Linked DNA regions of Muntiacus reevesi: region 1 is linked to region 2. The links are chromatin contacts, called in public Hi-C maps. All regions are on one chromosome and are shown on one strand. The core of a region is the stretch at or near the end of the contact, and the rest is flanking DNA. Distances in the headings are between cores, read along the strand shown.

Evidence for each region. Hi-C and Micro-C count contacts between places; a contact is called where the count stands out from the background.
Region 1: a Hi-C map of muscle shows a contact between it and region 2, with 4 times the contacts expected there. The contact joins the promoter of STK19 here to the promoter of FKBPL in region 2. A contact is called at or near these places in 2 of 3 Hi-C or Micro-C datasets (blood and muscle).

What each region holds. Positions count from the first base shown.
Region 1 is chr20:28,376,732-28,380,383 of mMunRee1.1, forward strand. STK19 (serine/threonine kinase 19) reads right to left here and starts at 1,828. Exons shown (of 7, transcript XM_065913045.1): 1 at 1,642-1,828; 2 at 1,351-1,487. The coding sequence starts at 1,741. It overlaps DXO (decapping exoribonuclease), which reads left to right and starts at 2,037. Exons shown (of 7, transcript XM_065912614.1): 1 at 2,037-2,259; 2 at 2,492-2,853; 3 at 3,016-3,251; 4 at 3,341-3,560. The coding sequence starts at 2,498.
Region 2 is chr20:28,235,321-28,238,962 of mMunRee1.1, forward strand. FKBPL (FKBP prolyl isomerase like) reads left to right here and starts at 1,489. Exons shown (of 4, transcript XM_065912423.1): 1 at 1,489-1,634; 2 at 1,750-1,917; 3 at 2,160-2,596; 4 at 2,804-3,445. The coding sequence starts at 1,872. The coding sequence ends at 3,271.

The sequences.
Region 1 (3,652 bases), core at 578-3,077, 140 kb after region 2:
ATGGATCTCAATTTTTTTTTTTTTTTTTTTTTTGGCCACACCTTGAGTTAAGCAGGATCTTAGTTGCCCTACCAGGGATTTAACCTGTACTCCCCACCACAGCAATGGAAATGTCTTAACCACTGGACTCCAAGGAAGTCCTTGGACTTCAGATTTTAGCACACATTACGAATCACTTGAGGAAGTAGCTTTAAAATGTAGATTTTCAGTTCCTACTCCAAGAAATCTTAATTCATTCTCACTTAAAGATTCCCAGGAACCTGTAGTTTTGAAGAAGCAGTCCAGGTAATCTAGTAGAACTCAGGACATACTTTGAGAAACACGGCCTTAAATGTTGGTATCTCCTAGCACTGGGGATTTGGCTCTATTATCTGTCACTGCAAACCTGGGGTCCTTAACCTTTGGCCTCAGAGGATCTGTGAAACAACCCCCTTCCTCCTCAAATTGTACATACACTTTATACACACACACACACACACACACAGTGGCATATATGCATTTTTTTCTGGAGAGCCATGGCTTTTATTATCTTCTAAAGTTTGTAAAAAGGTTAAAAACCACTCCTCTCCTCCCTCTTACTACCAATTTCACCCTCATCCACAGACTGAACCACTACTCACATCTCGGCTTCCAGTGCTGTATCAGTGGCCCAGAATTTTCTCCAAACCCTCATCCAACTGTCTGCTGCACATTTGCCTCCGGATGCTCCACAAACACCTCCAACTCAACTTGTACAAAATAAACACATCATCTGCCCCCAACCATTCAATGTTCTCCTACTCTACTCACTCCATCAACCACTCAGGCGTCCAGAAAATCCGAGAGCTATCCTGAAGTCCTTCCTCTTTCCCGCTCCACATCCCTCAGCCATCCTCTCTCTCCTTACTACACTGCCCTAATTTAGGCCTTCACCAGTTCTCAGGGGCAGTATCTTCCTAATTGATCTCCCCAACTCATGACACTGCCTCCAATCCGTGCAACACACCACTCCCTCTCTTGTTTTAACATTCTCTACCAGCTCATTGCCTTCTCTGTAAAATGGAAACGACGCTGGTGTACAAGGCCTGCCCTAATCTGACGTCTGCTTGCATTCCCATCTCGAACCACGCCCGGTGACTCAGTTTCCCCAAAAGCTTCGCTCTTCCACCTTCATCATTTGGCATGCTATTCCCTGAGGGTCTGTAGCATTCTCCTCGGCACCGCAGTGCCTGGCACAATGCCCGGCTAGGAAAGACCCAGCGCTTGCTGAATGGCTGAACAGCTGGTGGACCGAGTGAGTTATGGGGAGAACCTCGGAAGTGCCCGTGAGGACGAAAGCGCCTTCCCGTTGGTCACTCTGACGCTCCTCACCAGCTGCCGGTCAGCCACGGTTCGGTCCGGGACGAGGCTGTACACCTGGCTCCTCAGCGCGATGGGGGGAAGCGCATCCTCAAACAGGACTCGCGGGAACAGCCGCACTATCTCTGCGACTGCCGCGCGCGCAGATCCTGGGCGAAGAGACCGAGTCACTGCGACGTGAGCTGAGGCGGGGGAGGCGGGGGTACCACACTGGGGCGCTGTTGTCTCAACATACAGGGTTACCAGAGGCAAGGCGGCTGCCAGCTGGGGTATTTAGCCTCGCCCCGGGGTTGCCATGGTTACCTGACTCACCCCGCAAAGGAGCTGCCTCTACATCCCCTAGTTCCCGCCGCCTCTTCAACCCAAAGGTCTCCGGGACCAGGCGATGCCTCTTCCGGCTCATATCCCGGGATCTTTGGGCGGCGGGGAAGAGGTAGAAAGCTGTTGAGGGACGGGACCACGAAAATAGTCTTCCGGCACAGGGCAGTGACGTACGGGCTCCCTGGGCGTCCCTCCTCGGAAACCAATCAGCCCGATCTTCGTAGCTGAAGTGCTGACGAGAGAGGCGTTGACTTGTCATCCCTCCGCCCCTTGCTGGGAGGGGCGGTGCCAATGCCAACACTAGCGCCATCCTCATTGGCCGAGACCCCACGTCCGCTGCTGATTGGCTTCCTCTGAGAGCGCTCACGTCCGGGGACGCCTGGGCGCTGCGGAGGGGCGCGAGTGGCCACGCTGGGATCTCCCTCCGGGCGTACAGCGCACAGCCCCCTCCCGCCACCTAGGGGATAAGCCGCCTCTGTCGCTGAGTGATTGCGTCATCGAGAGCGGAGAAAACTGCCCTCACATCTCTTTGACATATGATGTACCTGCCATGACGTCATAGCCCTGAGAAGGTAGAAGTCGAGGTTGGCAGGATTTGAGGTAACCAGATCCTTGACCTGAGCCCAAGCATCCTTCCTAACCTCTCTGCGTTTGGAGCTACTGCGGTTGGGAGTATATAGGTCAAGGGAAAAGGTGGTATGCGCACCTGGTGGGGTTCAGTTTGAGGACACGGGGCTTGCATGTTTCAAGGCCAGACTCGCTTAGTCCTGACTCGAAGTCCCTCTTTTCCAGCCCTTCTTTTTAAAGGGGGAACTTCCTTGTCCCCTCTCAGGACCTCATGGAGTCCAGAGGGACCAAGAGAGAAGCTGGAAAGATAGAGGTCGCTGAGCCTCGGAACAAGCTCCCCCGCCCAGCACCCTCCCTGCCCACAGACCCCGCTCTCTACTCTGGGCCCTTTCCTTTCTACCGGCGCCCTTCCGAATTGGGCTGCTTCTCCCTGGATGCACAGCGCCAGTACCATGGAGATGCTCGCGCTTTGCGGTACTACAGCCCACCTCCCACCAATGGTCAAAGCCCCAACTTTGACCTCAGAGACGGATACCCTGATCGATACCAGCCCCGGGACGAAGAGGTCCAGGAGAGGTTGGACCACCTGCTACGCTGGCTCCTGGCGCACCGAGGCCAGCTAGAGGGGTGAGCAAAGCATAGCACACAGTAGCCCTAGAGGCCTGCACTCACCCTCTAAAGTTGGGAGAGCCAAAGCTGGAGTGAGTCCTTATCTTACCCTACGCTTTAGGGAAGCCATCTGCACTAATGCAGGTGTCAGATCTTCAGCCCCTAACTCCTTCTTCTCAGAGGTCCAGGCTGGCTGGCAGGGGCCACAGTGACATGGCGGGGGCACCTGACAAAACTGCTGACGACACCATATGAGCGGCAGGAAGGCTGGCAGCTGGCAGCCTCCCGGTTCCAGGGGACGCTCTACTTGAGTGAGGTAGAGACGCCAACTGCTCGGGTTCAGAGGCTTACTCGGCCACCACTTCTCCGGGAGCTTATGTACATGGGGTACAAATTTGAGCAGTACATGTGTGCAGGTGAGAGTTGCCCTGATTCTGGGGCCCCCTCCCCTATCCCCAGAGATTGAGAGACCCCAGCCCTTGCTGCTGTTTCTCTCCTTGTGCAGATAAACCCGGAGTCTCCCCAGATCCCTCTGGGGAGGTTAACACCAACGTGGCCTTCTGCTCTGTGCTACGCAGCCGCCTGGGAAACCACCCTCTTCTCTTCTCCGGGGAGGTGGACTGCATAGACCCCCAGGCCTCATCCACACAGCCCCCCACCTGCTATGTGGAGCTCAAGACCTCCAAGGAGATGCACAGCCCTGGCCAATGGAAGAGCTTCTACAGGTTCAAGACAGGGGTGGACAGGATGAGAGCCTTGGATGAAAAGCTTGGAAAGAGATTTGGGGAAGGAGGAGGTTGGAGGGTGGAGGAGGGGT
Region 2 (3,642 bases), core at 239-2,738:
GTGATCTGAGACTCAACACAAAATGAATGGAGAGGGCTGTTTTGACACAGTCTGTGGCTAATGATGACATTACTTCCCCTCCTGGCTGTCCTGGCATGGTCCTTTAGTCTGGGACACAATTGTGAACTGAACAATTGCAAACTGAAGAGGGAGCCAAAGTGAAAACTAAGAATGGAATTCTCCTTCCCTGAAGAGCTGTCATAGCCTGCCTGTGCAGGGAGCTGGACGAGCAAGCCTGAATCACAATAGGGACCTACATGTTTTATTAGGAAGAGGCGGACCAGTTTTTCCACTGATATGTCCAGTGGATCAGGTTATACTAGTTATACATGTAAAACACTGGAGTAGGAAATGGCAACCCACGCCAGTATTCTTGCCTGTAAAGTTCCATGGACAGAGGAGCCAGGCTGGCTGCAGTCCATGGGGTCACAAAAGAGTCGGACATGACTGAGGATGTATGCATAAACAAAATACTTGAACAAACTAAAAGGACACAGACTAAAAGGTCAAAAGAACAGGATGAGGTTATTCTGCTGCTGCTGCTAAGTCACTTCAGTCGTGTCCGACTCTGTACAACCTCATAGACAACAGCCCATCACGCTCACCCGTCCCTGGGATTCTCCAGGCAAGAACACTGGAGTGGGCTGCCATTTCCTTCTCCAATGCATGAAAGTGAAAAGTGAAAGTGAAGTCGCTCAGTCGTGTCCGACTCCCAGCGACCTCATGGATTGCAGCCTACCAGGCTCCTCCATCCATGGGATTTTCCAGGCAAGAGTACTGGAGTGGGGTGCCATTGCTTCTCCGGAGGTTGTTCTAGCATCACACTATTCAAAGTGTGTGGTCCATGGGACCACCAGCAGCAACATCCAAGAGCTTGTTAGAAATGCAGAGTAGCAGGTCCCACCTTAGACTTCCTAAGTCAGAACATGCATTTAACAAGTTCCCCAGATAATGTGTAGGGTCATCAAAGTTTGAAAAGCACTGTCTATAAGATTCCTTGAGGGAGAAGAGCTCAAAAGGCATTGACGAACTTGAGGCAAAGGTAAGGCAAGTCTCAGCTTGATGGAACCCCAGCCCCCTGCAGAGGAAGCTCGGCATCCTAACCATTGGACTGTTAGGGAATTCCCCCAGGGTTTATTTTGAAGGACCTTGGACAGAACGGGCCACTCAGACCGGGTGTTCTAAATGTAGTGAAAGTCACTCAGTCCTGTCTGATCCTTTGTGACCCCATGGACTGTAACATGCCAGGCTCCTCTGTCCATGGAATTTTCCAGGCAAGCATACTGGAGTGAGTTTCCATTTTCTTCTCCAGGGGATCTTCAAGACCCAGGGATTGAACCCTGGTCTCCTGCATTGCAGGCAGATTCTTTACTGTCTGAGCCAAACGTAGGTATACGTAGCCAAACGTATTAATAGAATAGCACACGTGGTTTTTGGTGGCCAGATAAAAGGACTGGTCACAGCCGCGATCAGTCACCCCAACTCCATCATTCCCCATCATATCCTCTTTGGGCCCAATCTCCCATTCCAGACCTTCTCCAGACTTTGACGCAGCCGTACCTCGCCTAGCTCGGTACGATTTGTCCTAGTCCGGTCGCAAAGGCCTGGAGCTTCTCGGTTGCTGGGGTGTGGCGGTGAGTCAGTGGGGGAAATGATGTAACGTCCAAAAGGCGGGCTTAATCAGACTTCTCCCTCCTCCCGATTGGCTGCCAGGAATTTGACTAGATTCTCTTGTCTCTCGGGCTCCAGGGTTAGCTGTCAGTGTCTCTGCCCAGCTATCCCGTGGCTCCCCTTTCCATCTTCTCCACCTGGGGAAAGACTCCAAGGACGGTACTCAGTAGCACTTGGCTTCGGAAGAAGAGGTGATTTGAATGGTCTGGCTATTGCCATCAGGCAAGGCGCTTCGGCACCCCCCAGGTATTTTTTGACTCGATCGGGTGTCCGTAGTTGCGAATGGCTACCCAAGCCGCAGGGAATTGTGGAACTTGTAGTTCCGAGTTAGTTCGGGGTTGGAGGGGAGACTGGACCCGACAGAGATTCGGGAAGGGGGAAAAAAAAAAAGAGGACTTTGAGGACCGCGGTTCGGGGTCCCAAAAGGACGGAAAAGGAGTCTAAATAAAATTCTGCCAATAGCACTGCTTTGATTTTTTTTAAATCAGGTGCTGACCTGGACTCGGTCCATCCCTTTCTATCCAAAACTGTTTACCCACGGTGGAAGGGGCCAGGCACCCAAATGGATACACCACCAGTCATTTCAATGGGAGAGAAGGACAGCTGTCACCCGCAACAGCAAAGGGAAAAGAACCTTGAATTACCTACTCAGATTAGGCAGCATCCGCGAGACTCTCCTACGGAAATCCTTGAACTGGGAGTGAGCCCAGATCCAGCTAGCCAAATTCTAGAGAATCCTCAGGAAACTGAAAAACTGGCCGCTGAACTTGAAAGAGACTCTGCTAAGTCTCATGGGTCAGCCAACGCGATGTCAGAGCCCCTTCATGCTTCTGATCTCTGGTACTGTCCTGACGGCAGCTTTGTGAAGAAGATCGTAGTCCGTGGCCACGGCTTGGACAAACCCAAGCTGGGCTCCCGCTGCAGGGTACAAGCTTCTGGATTTCCTTTGGGGTCAGGGCTGCCAGAGGGCTGGACAGAGCTAACTGTGGGGTTAGGCCCATGGAGGCAGGAAACTTGGGGGGAGATCATAGAGAAATGCTTGGAGTCCATGTGTCAAGGCGAGGAGGCAGAGCTTCAGCTCCCTGGGCGCTCTGGACTTCCTGTCAGGCTCACACTGGCCTCCTTCACTCAGGGTCGAGACTCCTGGGAGCTGGAGGACACCGAGAAGGAGGCCTTGGCCAGAGAAGAACGTGCAAGGGGCACAGAATTATTTCGAGCGGGGAATCCGGAAGGAGCTGCCCGATGCTATGCACGGGCTCTTCGGCTGCTGCTGACCTTACCCCCACCTGGCCCTCCGGAACGAACTGTCCTTCACGCCAACCTGGCTGCCTGTCAGTTGCTGCTAGGGCAGCCCCAGTTGGCGGCCCAAAGTTGTGACCGGGTGCTGGAGCGGGAGCCTGGCCACATAAAGGCGTTGTACCGAAGGGGCGTTGCCCAGGCTGCTCTTGGAAACCTGGAAAAAGCAATGGCTGACCTCAAGAAGGTGTTGGCCATAGACCCCAAAAACCGGGCAGCCCAGGAGGAGCTGGGAAAGGTGATCATTCAGGGGAAGAAACAGGATGCAGGGCTGGCTCAAGGACTGCGCAAGATGTTTGGCTGATTAATAAGTTAAACCTTAAAAGAGACAGGAACCTGTGAAGTGTGGTCTTATGCTGTGAGATTTGGTGGGGACCAAGGGAGAGTTGCACCATATCCCACTCCAAGCTTCTGCCTTCCTAAGGGAGGTAGCTGTGGTCTCAGCGTCCCTTTTAACCATTAAAAAGCTATATAATCACGTGTGCTATGTTTTGGGGGGGCTTGTCCATCTCCGAAGATAAATCGATGAGCTAAACTTCTAAATTTAGGACTGGCTGGGGCAGAGAGCGGAACTCCAAAGCCTGAAAGCCACACTTCCTAGGCGCTTTCAGGCGTTCTGTTTGGCGCATGCGCAAACCTCACAGTCCCGTACTGTGGAAGCGTTAGCGTCCTGCC